Regions from separate parts of the Mus musculus genome. Here regions 1 and 2 are each linked to region 3. Evidence: chromatin contacts called from public promoter capture Hi-C and targeted proximity ligation data. All regions are on one chromosome and are shown on one strand. The core of a region is the stretch at or near the end of the contact, and the rest is flanking DNA. Distances in the headings are between cores, read along the strand shown.

Region 1 (2,700 bases), core at 154-2,653, 190 kb after region 3:
TTTGATACATTTTTATTGATGTGATTTTATATCGTCTTCTGGTTTTTGCTTTTATAAACAATGCTATAATTATAACTCAAGTCATTTAAACATTCTATCTCAGCTCTAGCCTTGTACTTTGAAAAAACTTAAATTTTAAAGTTCAACAGGCAATGAAAGCAGTCATTATTATTTATTTATATCTTCTACTTATTACTATGTATTGATTATTTCTTTTTTCTTTAAGATGTCTTTATCAAAATACATTATTAACTTAAGGATCATATTTAAAGTGCAATTACATGAATTATCTACATATATTAACAACTTGAATGGTTACTTTAGAAACAAAAATTTTATTTAAATATTCAAACAAAACAATATCCTAGGTTTGAGACTTTGTGTTGCCTAGATTTCCTGAGTTCAAATAAACTGAGTAGAAATAAATTTCTGGAGTTCTTTGGAGTTTTGGAGATTTTTTCAAACCCTTTTGAGTCAGGATAAAAATGAAGTGATTGTAACGTTACCGAGCATTTACTTTGTCCTTGTTGGCATGCTTTCAGATAGTTTTCGTGAAGTCATTCCCCACCACATTATAGGATTAGTCAAGGGATATGACAGAGATTTTAGCTAGTCGTCTACAACATCGCTGTGAGTCAGTTCTTGATCCAACTTAGCGTAGCTAGGACAGTGTCAGAGCAGTGGTGAGCTTGAGCTTAACAGGTCATAAAGCTCATTGACCTGTTGAGTCAGATCATCTTTAAGAAAGGGGGTTTGGTTATAAGTGATGACACTGGTTGTGATCTGTTTCTATATTTTGGGGAACAAGTCCTATCAGACCCCAAAGGCTGAAGAGACAACATGAGATGCATCATTCTGATCTTTGTGAGTCATGCTTATAAAAATGCTTGCTCTCTAGATGAAGAAATTGGAACCCTGAGAGATCAGCAAGCTTCCTCACTCACTGTTTCCGTGGGTATGAATCTGGAATAAGAGCTTTGCTTTCCTGACTCTTGTTATTGCAAGCATCCGGATGCATGTGTGCTCCTATTACAATTCAATTTATTTCAGATATCCCTGGATTTTAAATCTTACAACACAAACCTTCCTCAACGGGAAAGCTCTATGGTCATTTCTCTCCTTTTTTAAAGAGGTGAAAAATGACCGTATTATTTCTTTTCACTTAATTATTTTTCATTTGTCACTTGGTCCTCTTCCCATTGAGTGACATAACCATCTTTCTGAACTTCATGAGTGTTGAAATGCTCATAAAGGTGGATGTGGTCATTGAACTTTGACCTCTGACTAAGGTTCTCAACTTTCCAGAAATGATTTTCAGATCCAAAGTTTTACTGATAGGACTAGTCAACTCATTTCAGAAACAATCAAATAACCTGTGCCCTCAGGGGTTCACAGAGATTCAACTGCCAACCAGAGAGCATGCATCAGTCTGACCTAGGCCCTCTGCACATATGCAACAGTTCTGCAGCTGGGTCTTCATAGGGGATTCCTAAAGTGGGAGCAGGGGCTGTCTGACTACATTGCCTGCCTTCAGATCCCTTTTTCCTTACTGGGCTTCTTTTCAATAAAAGAAGAAGATGTGCCTGATTTTGCTACAATTTGCTATGTTAAAGCTGGCTGATACCCATGGGAGGCGTCCTCATCTCTGAGGAGAAGGGGAGGAGAGATGGATGGCGGGATGGATGGGAGATAAGAGAGAGGGACTGAGAAGAGAGGATGGAGGGGACACTGCAATCAGGATGTAAAATAAATAAATAACTTAATTAATTTAAAAAAAAGGCAAAGCAAAATTTTTAAGAAATCACAAGGGACAGCACAGTAATATTATGTTCCCCAGAGCGATTTGGTGAAGAGACTGGTTTATAATTTCAAAATATCTTGCCATTTTCTCAACTACTCTTTACTGTCACTTCTGCACCTTTTTCACTGATAGTGGTGATTCATTCTGTGTTTTCATAGCCTGTTTGGATGCTCCAGCTTGCCTCTGCAGTGCCCTCTGGTGGCACTGCCACCCTATCTTCCTCCTCTCTCTCCAGTGGAGCCTTTCACTTCCTTACATTCCAGTCAGATTCTCTATCAAGGGGCTCCCCTCCCTCCCTCCCTCCCTCCCTCCCTCCCTCCCTCCCTCCCTCCCTCCCTCCCTCCCTCCCTCCCTTCCTTCCTTCCTTCCTTCCTTCTTCCCTCCCTCCCTCCCTCCCTCCCTCCCTCCCTCCCTCCTTCCTTCTTCCTTCATCCTTCTTTCATTCTTCCTTCCTCTTTCACCTTCCTTCATTGTCTTCTTCTGTTGAACAATTTTTATAAGCACCCAATTCATGACAGATACTATACTAGATGTTTGGAATTTAGTGTGAACTAAGACATATATGTCTTCCTCTGTCACAGCGCAACGTCTAGTGGACAATACAAACAAGTGGAAAGGGAGTTGCCAGACCACAGATGAGCATGCCACATGTAGAGGACGAGTACGAGAAGCATCCATTCCTGTCTTGAGCAATAAGGGAGCAGTCAAGGAGGATTTCCTGGAGGTGTGGAATGGCTAACTATCTGAGATTAAAACGAGCACTTAGAGGAGAATCACAGAAAAAGCTATAATGTACGGACGTGCATAATACACAGGGACTGTGTTGAACGAGGTAGAAAGAGGTGACTGAAGTGAAGTATGCAAACAGTGGGCAGAAAGGAGCATGGACACCAAAGACT
Region 2 (2,700 bases), core at 76-2,575, 240 kb after region 3:
TCTGCCTTGACTGGGAGGCTCACAAGGATCCTTCTGGGCTCTCTGTCTTGAGGTGGAGGTACATGCACCTATGCATAGCATCTGCTCTACCTTACCAAACTTCTTCTTACCTTCTGGACCAATTGACTTCAGAAGGGCAATAGGAGTAGGGGGCCCACAGGCTCAAGGGATCAGAGGTGACCTGATTCCCTAGGTCTCAGAGGTAGGCAGGAGAGCCTTTTTTCTTGTTAGTTATATGCTCTATTCCTCTGAACAGTTGCAAAACACAGATGTTCCATATCTCCATACTCAGGCTCAGGGTGTGATGTAGTGCCCCATGCACCATCTATTAAATCTGGAACCACTGGTTGGTGGTACTGTATCAATCACATTATCTTCCTGGTGATGTGTGGGGCCCTTGACTCAGGTATAGAACTTTTACCCACCATACCCTAAGCCTCAGTTGTGTGCCCACCGAGTCTCTGGGTCTCTACTTGCTCTACCTTATCAAACTTCCTGACATGGCTTTATATAACATATATTCATATATATTTATTCATATATATTTAGTTTCTTGGCCAAAAGGTTTTAATACCTCTTGTCAGAGAGAATAGAATTGACACATTTTTGTTTCTTAATCCTGGGGGGGGGGGGGGCGCGGGGAGGGAGGGAGGGAGAGAGGGAGGGAGGGAGAGAGAGAGAGAGAGAGAGAGGTGTTGCCCTGGCTATTTGTTTAGCCAGCCAGGGATGGGAATGAATGCGCCTGGAACAGAAAGCTTGAACAGCATTTCAAGAGGTCCATTGAGGGATAGGCTGGAAGATTCTGAGGACATGCTGGAACATTCTAAGGACTATGTCCTCAGAAGATCAGAAGGAGCATACTCTAACCTGCTGCTCACTTTTGGAGCACCAAGTGGGCACTGGTGGTCCTTTATTCCATTCCAGAGGGCCTGTTTGGTAATCATCTTTGTTTGTGAGCCGAGCATGCACTAAATTCTCTCCCAGGTACGTCCTACTACATGCTGTGAGACAGCCTTAAAAATCAAAACAAGCTTCCAGTCACACATCCAGCACCAGGCACACAGCTTAGTGGGGGCATTAAGCAAACTCCCTGGACCCTCAGGACAATTAGCATCCTTGTTCCCCATCAGCAGTAGAAAGAGAAGCTAGAGGCACACTCAGAAACAGCCACTAGCAAACGTCTGTGTCCTGGGTTCCCTCAGAGTGGAGAACAGGGAAATCCTTACCCCATGGTTGCTGTAAAGGTGGTAGCTGTTCTCTGGGTTTTCAGCAGAGCAGAACTCCTCAGAAACCTGCCTTGACTCTCTGCTCTCTTGCAGACTGTCACACCAACTGGAAGCTCAGGTTTTTTTTAAAGGGCTGGGTGAGCTAGGGGGTGTGCTCTTTTCAGTCAGCAGTGAGAAACTGAAACTGAGACTGGAAAGTGAAACTGAAGCCTGCAGTTTATCCAGGGAGACGCACTGTGGGGCACTGTGGGGTTTGCCCTACTGCATTCTCCACTGAAATCGATGAGGAGAAGGCTCTGAAACGGATACAGACATGTCGGATCCAGACTGCTGTCCAGAGAGAGAGAGTGAGACATCCCTGCCACCCAGAGACTCTTATCTGTTAGGTAGGGGCTGATGGAGGTGATACAGATAAAATGGAAAGCAGACTGGCATCTTCAGAAGCAGTGTTGTTCTTTCTTCCAAGCAACTGAAGGTCTGCAGTTCCTCCTTGGAAGTGAGACTTTCCCATGTGGCACTAGGGGGTCTTAGGATGGCAAAGGGAAAGTTTGGGACTGGAAGAGTGAGTTCTCATGCATTGTGGAAGTGGAAGAAGATACTAGCTGGTTTGTTGTGTGTCTATCCTTAGCATCTTCCACAGATGTCATTATTCACCTGCATTGACTGGTCCATAGCTTCCCAGCCTATCCGAAGCCTTAGGAATACAGTCTTTATAAACCAGGACAGTTTCCCATTGCCCAGAGAGCTGTAGAGCCATGCTTTGTGTTAACTTCTCCTGAGGTGACTCTAAAGGGTTCTTTCCACCAATCATAGTCATGTTAACAAGAACCAAACATGGAATCCCTAAAGGGTGATGGTTATTCAGAGCCTTGATGCTATCCCACTAATAGCAAGGCTACTAGATGGGTCAGTGGTTAAGAGCACTCACTGCTCTTCTAGAGGTCTTGAGTTCAGTTCCCAGCAACCACATGGTGGCTCACAAGTATCTGTAATAGGATTAAATGCCCTCTTCTGGTGTGTCTGAAGACAACTACAGTGTGTTCATACACGTAAAATAAATACCATTTTAAGGGCTAATAGCAATCTAGGGAACTACAGACAGTGGGGCTCACACTGTTTCAGGTTGAGGTCAAATACTTTAGTCTGTTGTCTTGGTTAACCTGTAATCTCAGCCTTTATTGCTGTCTAGTTCCTTATCCTGACCTTTGATGTCTAGGTCCTCAAATTCAGCTCATCCTTCTCACCTCCATATATTAAAAATATTGAAAGAAGTTAAACATCTAATCCCATCTCCTTGATATAGTGCTAGCCTCTCCTGAGAGTTATCTTTGACCAGGTAGGTACAGCCCTAACCCCCCCCCCCCATCAGCTGACACCAAGACAGGAGTTGGCCCTCTGGTCACTTTCTCCAGTAAAGTTTAATTTTAGAGAACCTAGAGTTATGTGTCAGTCAGATAACTAGGTATATGTTAGA
Region 3 (2,700 bases), core at 191-2,690:
ATCTCCAGCATCTCTCCAGCATTTTTTTTTTTTTTTTTTTGAGACAGGGTTTCATTACGTAACGAAAACTGACTTGAACTAAGTAGTTAAGGCAGGACTTCAATTTGAGGTCTTCCTCCTCAGGAGGTTTAGCCTCCCGAGTAGTTGGGATGCAGGGCTGTGTTACTAGGTAGGCTATGTGTATTTTGTAGCCAGAAGAAGGAGGTATAAAGGGTTATAGGAATAGGGAGAGATTATAAGCCTGAAGGAGCAAGTTGTACAGAACTGGACAAAAATCAGATGGGCTGAGGCTGGATTACCTAAGGCAATTTCTCAAATCATATAAGCCCAAGGAAGCAGGGAAACAGGGATTAAGTTCTAGTTTTGGTCTTAGTCTCAGTTATGTCTCTGTGCCTTGGTTTCCTGATTTGAAATGACAGGTGGATGAAACAGAGTGGCCTCATTGATTCTGAACCTGTTGATTTTGGGAAGGGCTCTGCCAGAAGAAATCCTCAAACCAAATGTAAACCCCGGGCACAGCTAATGCCAGTTTTGGACCCATGGAGGATTTAGTTCAAGGGGTGGGTAGGCTAATCACAGGTCACTTTTGCTAGGATTAAGGTAGAGGGAAGTTCAAGTTGTTGAAGCTGGCCTTTGGAGACTTCGGTTCTCACCTCTTTAATACAGATGTTTTCAGAGGGTCAAAGAGCTTAGTTTGAGCTTGGTGATGTGCAAATTCAGTGAGGGGCCTGGCCTCTGCCCGCTGTATTCATAGTCATTGGAAACAATAGCCTGCCGTTATGTTCTCTCTATTCCTTCGTAGGGACAGAATCCCATGATAAGAAGTGTCTGACTGTTATATCCCCAGCCTGACTTTAATGTCTACATTAGACTCTTGTGGGCATTTATTATGTGCAAAGGTTATATTAGGTACTTTTGTGACACACAAGAGTCCCCTTTGGACAGACACAAAAGCTAAGGCCTCAAGAAGTCCCCAATACCCAAATGTGTCCCGCTTGCTGGGCACTGCCTATAACAGGTGTGTTAAGTACTGACTTTGTCTTTTGCTCAGTGTCAGTGGGAATCGGAACTGGGAACTGGGGGCTAACTCTGAGGGCTATCATGGTGCTGGTTCCCCTTCTCATAACCAAGGCAACTTTTTATTTCATAAATAACAGAACAGGGCATTGTCCCCTGCCGGTCTTTTCTGGGTGAGGAATGCGCTTTTTATAGCTTGGGATCGGTTCTGTTTACTTGGTTTCTTCTAGCACCGGTTATTCCTGCCTAGTTTTGTCCTTCACTGTCCTTTCTCTCTCTTCCTAGGTTTCCTCTCTGCAAACGACAACTCGAGAACACATGCTGTTTGTGTGAGTGTGCCAACCAAGGAATTTCACTCCCCTCCTTCTCCAAGGCTGCCTACCTCTCTATAAATAATTGTTCTCTTCCCTCCCTTCAGACCTGGGAGTAGTTTGGTCACATTAACGCACGCGCGCCTGCTCACACACTTTCGTGGGGCGGGGATGTAGCATGGGTGACCTTGTGAAGGTACTAGCCCACTGGGGATAGGATTAGCAAACCTGAAACCTCTGCAAATATCTGGCTTCCTCCGGCATTCCTCCCGAGGCTTCTGGCTGTCTCGTGCCTACCTCACCCAGTACCCTTTAGGCTCGCTCCGCCACACAAAGCCCCATCCGCCTATCTCCTCTTCGCAAACCCCGAGAACTTCATTCCGCACGTTGAAACTCGTCGGTGGCGGTGGCGGGTAGGACTGGGCATGCTCAGTGGCGGGGACAGGTCTGGGAGGCGAGGAAGCCGCATTTGAAGTGGCTCGGCCTTGGGATGAGGGGGAGGCGGGCTCCCCGGCCGGGGTCCACCGAGGTTCCCGCAGCTGCGCGCGATGCCGACACGCTGCGGGCGAGAGCAGCAAGCCCGGTGCGCGGGGCCCAGCTCGCCGAAGACGTGGGGACGCCGACGGGAGGAGGGGAGGAGCGCCGGGGCCACCAGCTCCCGACCGCGGCGCCGAGGCTGCGGGAGAGCAAGCCCCAGGGTGGATCGGAAGATCGGGGAACGGCCGACCGTGACCTCCAGCGAGGCTGCCAGAGCCGGAGCCCGCGCACCGCTCCGCCGGTCCCGGGCATGGGCGACCGCGGCGCGCAACACGAGCGCGCGGCCCTGCAGTCCCCGGGGGCCCCCGAGGGCGCCGCGGCCGCCGTGAACGGGCTGCTGCACAACGGCTTCCACCCGTCGGCCGCCAGCAGCCGCGACCCGCCGGCCCCACGCTTCCAGCTCCCGTCCGAGCTGCAGCCGCAGCCGCTGTTCGCCCAGCATGATTCTCCGGCCAAGAAATGCCGGCTGCGGAGGAGGATGGACTCCGGGAGGAAGAACAGGCCGCGTAAGTCCTGCCGGCAGGGAAGCGCCGGTGCCCGCGGTCGAGGGGGGCGACAGAGTGCCGCTCTGGACTGCGTCCTCCCTAGAGGCGTCGGGCGTCCAAGGTGGCGGCCCGCGGTGGCGCCTGTCTAGTCCGATCCGCCTACTGGGTCGGTCAGACACTAGCTGGAGCTGCTCCCTCGGTCACCGTAGCGGCTGGGAGAACGCACTGCCCGCTGTTATTGGTGGCCGTGGGGCAAACAACCCGACTGATCTTGGGTCTGGGACTAGGAGGAGGGCGGGCTGGCACAGCCCGGGGCTCACTGCTCCCTTCTCCGAGCACATCTTTTGGGG

The links. Promoter capture Hi-C pulls out the DNA fragments that hold promoters and counts their contacts.
Region 1: a promoter capture Hi-C map of liver shows a contact between it and region 3. A contact is called at or near these places in 6 of 39 promoter capture datasets (the 3T3-L1 cell line, the C10 cell line, the HPC-7 cell line and 1 more), 9 of 484 Hi-C or Micro-C datasets (the AML12 cell line, the Ba/F3 cell line, the HPC-7 cell line and 5 more), 7 of 130 datasets of targeted methods (the 230-238 cell line, the NIH/3T3 cell line, bone marrow-derived macrophages and 4 more) and 3 of 9 other capture datasets (adipose tissue, liver and macrophages).
Region 2: a targeted proximity ligation map of microglia shows a contact between it and region 3, with 8 times the contacts expected there. A contact is called at or near these places in 10 of 39 promoter capture datasets (the 3T3-L1 cell line, 3T3-L1-derived adipocytes, the C10 cell line and 5 more), 2 of 130 datasets of targeted methods (bone marrow-derived macrophages and microglia) and 2 of 9 other capture datasets (adipose tissue and macrophages).

The regions. Positions count from the first base shown.
Region 1 is chr19:34,684,349-34,687,048 of GRCm38.p6, reverse strand. All of the region lies in intron 2 of Slc16a12 (solute carrier family 16 (monocarboxylic acid transporters), member 12), which reads left to right. Among named protein-coding and RNA genes, the nearest start is that of Ifit1, 45 kb to the right of the region's middle.
Region 2 is chr19:34,639,514-34,642,213 of GRCm38.p6, reverse strand. It overlaps Ifit1 (interferon-induced protein with tetratricopeptide repeats 1), which reads right to left and starts at 1,325. Exons shown (of 2, transcript NM_008331.3): 1 at 1,227-1,325. The coding sequence starts at 1,231. It also overlaps a transcript of Ifit1bl1 not described here and a transcript of Ifit1bl2 not described here.
Region 3 is chr19:34,878,195-34,880,894 of GRCm38.p6, reverse strand. Pank1 (pantothenate kinase 1) reads left to right here and starts at 1,440. Exons shown (of 7, transcript NM_001114339.2): 1 at 1,440-2,371. The coding sequence starts at 1,819.